2 separate regions of the Gossypium hirsutum genome follow, and region 1 is linked to region 2. Evidence: chromatin contacts called from public Hi-C data. All regions are on one chromosome and are shown on one strand. Each heading gives the region's core, a stretch centred on a gene start, on an enhancer-like site or on the middle of the called end of the contact. The rest is flanking DNA. Distances are from core to core; before and after follow the strand shown. Region 1 has its middle 5.5 kb from the start of LOC107918373. Region 2 has its middle 36 kb from the start of LOC107919889.

Evidence for each region. Hi-C and Micro-C count contacts between places; a contact is called where the count stands out from the background.
Region 1: a Hi-C map of callus shows a contact between it and region 2, with 2.2 times the contacts expected there. The contact joins two enhancer-like sites. A contact is called at or near these places in 3 of 34 Hi-C or Micro-C datasets (callus, hypocotyl and petal).

The regions. Positions count from the first base shown.
Region 1 is chrD13:53,427,734-53,430,963 of Gossypium_hirsutum_v2.1, reverse strand. No RefSeq gene overlaps it. Among protein-coding and RNA genes, the nearest start is that of LOC107918373, 5.5 kb to the left of the region's middle. Within about 2 kb of position 1,968, at least 6 of the 9 cell types and tissues checked have an H3K27ac peak or open chromatin away from gene starts, as enhancers often do.
Region 2 is chrD13:53,368,289-53,371,405 of Gossypium_hirsutum_v2.1, reverse strand. No RefSeq gene overlaps it. Among protein-coding and RNA genes, the nearest start is that of LOC107919889, 36 kb to the right of the region's middle. Within about 2 kb of position 1,720, at least 3 of the 9 cell types and tissues checked have an H3K27ac peak or open chromatin away from gene starts, as enhancers often do.

The DNA.
Region 1 (3,230 bases), core at 719-3,218, 59 kb before region 2:
GTTTACTATCAATTTAATTTTTTTATGTTAATTACATGTTTAAATCATTTAATAATAAATAGAGATGACATTTTATGATAGCTTTGATGCTGGCTTTATTGGAATTATTTACTTTTTGCTTTTTCATTTTTCATTTTTCATTTTCAAAGGCCAGAAAAATGTTGTTCCGATCCAAATTTGATTGAGATTTTTTGGTAAAAAAAAAAAAGTTCGCACCGGCCTAAATACTAATTGAGCACAGTTGTGTTACTCAAAAGACATATCTATCGCTACTTTTGTTAACTAATTTGTATATTGATTTCCTTCTTCAAACACGTGCTTAATCACTACCTCCCAACTTTTACACTTAAGCTGCCACAACACTCACACCACCTTAGTATGTTGTAACAAAGGGAAAATAACCTTATGAAATCCATAATCCAAAGCCAAACCTTCATACGCACCCCACAATTCAGTTTGAACAACAGACGGGCAACCCATTGTACGCAGAACCCCTTGAAAATATTGAAAATATTATTACAATAATAAGGACATATTTACCTTTCTTTTGTAGAATAAAGACACAATTGAAAATATTATTTTGTGGAATAAAAATTAAAAACACATATTTACCTTTCTTTTTTAAGTATAAAAATATTAAAAGATTGAACCTTAATTTAGTTAACACATTATTATTACAATAATAAGGATGACGTGTGTTCAAACATGTTTTTTTTTCTTTCGATTTAAAAATTTGAGAGATCATGAATAGAAATAAGCGTATTGTATAGACAAATATAAAAAAAAAATTCAAAAAGAATATGAATCTTGTTATCTTTATTTAATGAATTGGACAGTAATCTAGTTTTTTGATAAATGCATGTTAACTTTTGTTTGGTTAAAATTAAGGTATCTACTATAATAGCGATTGCTTTATTAACTAATCTTTTATTACGGATGCTCTTTGAAGAGATAAATAATTGACCATATTTATGAAATATGCTGAATTTTCATGAGTGAAACTAAAAATTGCATAGCAGATGCATATGCATATTTTCATAAATTAGAAGTTAGACAAAATGATATATTAAAATGGAATTGTGATTGAATTGAATTAATTATTCAACAGAAACTTAAAAAAACAACAACATTCAACCATGTTTTAAATATATTAAAACAAGGATGAAAAAGGAAAGGATAAACATAAACATAATCTTTAATGACTCCACCCACACAAATCAATATTCTAAGAGATGTTAACAAAAAATAATATGCCACAGCATGTGCTAGTTGATTTATAAGTAAATTTGAAATTTAAAAAGATCATAAATTTGGAAGTAGAACATTTGATATGTGGGTCAAAAATACTGTATCCTTTTTGGTCATATAAAAACAAGAAAAAAATGACGGGAAGAAAAAGGTAAAGAAGGAAAGGCAATCAATGATCGTAGTTGACCATTGAGTCACACTCAATAGATTTTTGTGTGTGAATTATTTATTAAAATGAACATCCTAGGTGGAAGATAAGGAAAGACCCACTTCTTAACTTCAATTCTATTAAAACATCAAAGATTCCTTTTTCTTTTTTTTTTTTTGGAAAAATACTGTGAGTCGGCATTTTTATTAATTAAAAATGTGAGCTCGAAAATTGGAAGAAAATCACACGTGGTAGAAGGGCAGCCTCCACTTGAACAGTTGGATTTGAACGCGTGGATGCGTGGGAACGCCTCTTTCCTTATCAGATTACGTGGCCTTCTCTCATTCGTAGCTTTCGCTGTCCCTCCCATTATTTGTTTCTTCACATCATTTTCCTCTAAATTCTTTACTTTCATGCACTTAACTAATAATTGTGAAAAAAAGGAAAAACCCAGATTCATAGCATTCTTTGAATAATTTATGTCCGTTCAATTATTTTTTTCTTTTTTCTTTTAGTTATTTACTTACTTTATTTCTCAATGGTTAGAAGCACAGTTTGAAGTAGAATCATGTCTTAATTACGATTTTTTCAGGTAAAATTAAAAAAAATAAAAATAAAGATTTAGATCAATTTTAGAGAGAGGTCTATTTTCTTAAATATCACAAAAATTAATTTATTTCCCATTATCTTTCAAAATAGACATATATTACTATTTTTTTCATTACCAAAAAATAACGATTTTTTTTTTTAAAATGCAATCTAAACCTAATTCAATTAGATAATTGATGGATTATTGAAGAGTTGAATAGTTATCAATTAAATTAATTCAAAAGTCGGCTAGACGGAATATGATTCCTCATTTATTTTGATACCTCAATCCTCAACCAATATATGACTTTTTTATATTACTAAAAAAGCTAAAGGTTTGACGGTTTTTATAGTATATATATTTTTACAATAATAGTAATTAAATTATTGCAATGAATCCAATTCTGTACAATTTTGCGAATATTTTTATTAGCTTTTTTATAGATAATATTTGCAAATTGTATCTAAATAAGCCTTGGCTTGATGATAAGGTTGAGATTTGCACAAGAAAGGATGGGGCTTATTGACCCAATCACCAAGACTCGTCCCTTTCTTCAACTGCTTAACCAGCCAATCTGTTGCCAAATTAGCTTCCTACACTTTGTTAACAAATAAGAGAATCAATTTTTTACTCATCATCTTAATATCTTGCATATAAGTAAAAATTCTCCAATTCCTGGAACTCATTATTCAAGACAACCTCTTTATACGAAATCTAAGAACTAGTCTCCAAAATTACTCTAGGAAAATTATTACTCATAGTAAGTTGAACTCCTTTTTTCATGGCTTTTGCTGCAATTTCCAAAGCCGAGCCTACCCTAGACATTTCAGCATTTCCATTCCTAGCTACCACAGCAAAACCAGCAACCTTATCTTTATTAACTGTAAGAATCGAACAACAGCAAGAATAGCAAATGAAAGCAAAAATGTCTACTTATTTTTATGGAGAAAGAACTCTAACAATCTGTAAGGACCGAGCCCTATTATTTATACAAGATGAGCTATGTCGCGTGTGAAATGATAATTTGTGCAAGTATACACGTCGGTTCAAGTAATAAAGTGATGAGTGAGTATCGTTCCCACGATGATTGGATTGAGGCACAAAAGTGATCAAGTTATTATAATAAAATGCAATTAATGCTATGGCAAAAGTCAATCATAAATATGCACTGACAATTAGTGGAGTAATGATGTAAGCAATACGTGGTATTAATGAATAACTAGAAATGCTATGACAAAAGTGAAA
Region 2 (3,117 bases), core at 471-2,970:
TGACATTGCTTGTCCCACTCACTACATCACCCCCTTATCATTAGCCAATTATTGGCTTTTTTTAAAAAAAAAATTTTGTGCTGCCACTTTGTTAAGCGGCACCAATATGTATTTTTCAAAATACAAGTTAAAAATATGGGTATTAAGGAAGAAAAAAAAAGGTGTACATCTTCACCCTTCTCCACGCCTTCATCGACGATATCATCCGGGACCTCATCCAAATCGGAGTCACTAAAATCTTCACCCTCGTGATGAGAATGATCATCATTATTGAGTCCTTTTTCAACATTCCATCACCTCTAAATGTATCTCTAAATGAGGACCCGAAATAGGGTTGTTATACGCAATCCCACCATAGTGTGGATTTTTGGCCCATGTCGATGTCCCTCTATAACCTACTGTTTTGCCCATCCAACATTAAGGTTAAAGTCAAACCCATATTGTTGACTTAATGGAGTGACATTTTGAATGGGCTCTACATTGGCTAACTCAGCAAACAACTCAATTGGTTCAGCATTTACGTTCCAGTCGAGCAATAAATTGCAATTATAATGCCCACGTCTTCATCATTTAAAAGTTCCATCTCCGCACATTTGCACGAATTTGAGAAAACTGGAAATTTGTAGAATAGTTTGGACATCATCCTTCCACAACGAAGAGCTATTTTGGTACTAATTTTTTGTTTCATTTCTTCGACTTTTACATTCTTATTAAACCTCATTCCTATTTTCTAGCGAGATTCAAGTACACAACCAACTGGTGCTTGTAAAATTACTCCCTCGAAATGAACGTATACGAAGAATTGATTATTTGTATTTGATACAATATCTATTTTCTCTTCTTCTAAACACAAATATTTCCTTATTTTTTCTCTTGAACAGATAAAAAAAATTCAACAAAACCAAAAACTCATCAAATATTTTGGATGGACTAGTAGGGGTATATATCGGGTGGTGTTGCCTGACGGCGTCACAGGATCACTGGTGCCACTTGACACACAGACGATACAAAAAAAAACATTTTTTAAATCTGACAAAGGTGTTGCCTGACACACTGACAACACAAGAAAAAATATTTTTTAAAATCTAACATCGATGCCACTTGACACATCAGTGGCACCTAAAAAAAATTTTACCGACACAGGTGTCGCCTAACAGATTGATGGCACCCCAAATTTTTTTTCTCGGTTGTCACAAGTGCTACCAGCAGACCAACACCACCCATTAAAAAATTATTGTTTTTTCCTCCCAAAATATACGTATTTTTAATGGGTATTTTGAAAAATACATACTGATACTACCTGACACAATGGCAGCATCCTCAAAAAATATTTTTTTTTAAAAGTCGATGATTGACTAATGATGAGAGGGTGGTGCCACCGGTGTGTCAGGTGGCACCGACAACCACTATAGATTTCAAGTTATTTTCGTATATTATTTTTCATTTAAGTTAATTAATTAATGAATTAGAGTTATTTAAAAAAAACAACCCGAATTTCGCTATTATATGGTAAAAAAAAAGGCACTACTATTAGTTCTTAAATAATAATAATACCCACAAACAATAAAAGAGTAGAGAGTACAATTAAAACCTTTATTGATCTAACCGAAATTTTTGATATAGATAAAAGGACAAGTAAATGGTTGTACGTAAGAAGAAAGTTGAGATGCATGGTACCCTCACAATAATTTGGGACACCCAAAACAGCTCATCGACAGGTGTGCATCATTGCCTTTGAATTTTGATGTGACCATTGAACTATTCTTTCTTATGAAGTATGATCATATATACATGTAAAGTTAATTTGATGAGGGAAGCGTTAAGCGTGCCTATAAAGTTCTCCTCTCTACCTCCATGGTCACATCTTATAGGCCAAATCTTTTCTCTGTTTGTTGCTTCGCACAACAAATTATAATCCAACCATTTTTTTAGCATATATAGGAAGATAGGGATGGATGATTATAGATAATCATATCCTAATCTAGAGCCTTGTAAATTTTCTTATGATTATCAACAATAATGAGAATTTGAGTTTAATGATTATATCTATGATATTTCTCAATTACCCAAAGATGAATAGCAAATATTGATAATGGAAGCGAAGAAGGCCCCCCCCCATATATCTTATACTTAGTCTATTGCCTCACTAAAAGTGTTCATAGGTAATTATTAGTCAAAAACTTTTAAAATTTTTATCCAAGTCCATATTCGAGTGTCTTTTGATTGATAAAGATATGTCTATTTTAATCCAAATATACTAATGAGTTATGAAGTATTAAGATTAATATTTGAGAATTGTATGTATATAGGAGAGAGGTTAAAAATAAAAGCAAAAGGGTTGTGTGTCGATCAATAATGCATTAGTTATAAAACAAAGAATATAGGTAAATTTTCGAAAAAAAGTTGAGAGTTGCTAAAGGAAAAGACGTGGAGCATGCAGGAGGGGGTATATGGTCCCAAAATAAAACCAATAATTAACATAATAGAGAAGAAGAAAGATCCTACCAAATTATAGAAGCACTTAGGAAAAGAAAAGATTCTCCAAATAAGCGGTCTAAATTGAATTGCAGATCCCCTTCTTTACTAGCTTCATCAAAAAGCTTGATTGATGTATGGTGGATTTCATTATATGAGTTTATTATTTCCATATCACTTTTACTTGTAACCTGGTTTAGCCTTAGAGTGAACCCCAAAAGAAACAAATCCATCCAAGCGTCAATCCATGCCACCGGGTCTCTACTGTTCAAAAGGCTTTTTTGGATCAACAATGAATAAAAAAAGTTATGGATGCTCTTTTGTGTCTCTTGCATTTGACTTAATGTGGGTGTACATATATGAAGGGATGGAATTATTTATATTCCTAATACTAAATAATTACAGTTGCATTGATTTTAAATTTTATATCAAATTATATAATAATTAAAAAAAAGTTTTAAGTTAGAAAACATATTAGGTAGAGGGCATAATTAATATGTAAAGTTTTGTGTAAGTTTCGATACGTTAATTAAATAGTTTTGTAAAACTTATGTATACTTTCTATTTAAAAACTCAATTAAATATGGTATTAGTTAAACATAAATTCCATTAGGGACAATCCAATTCTATCCCTATTGCATT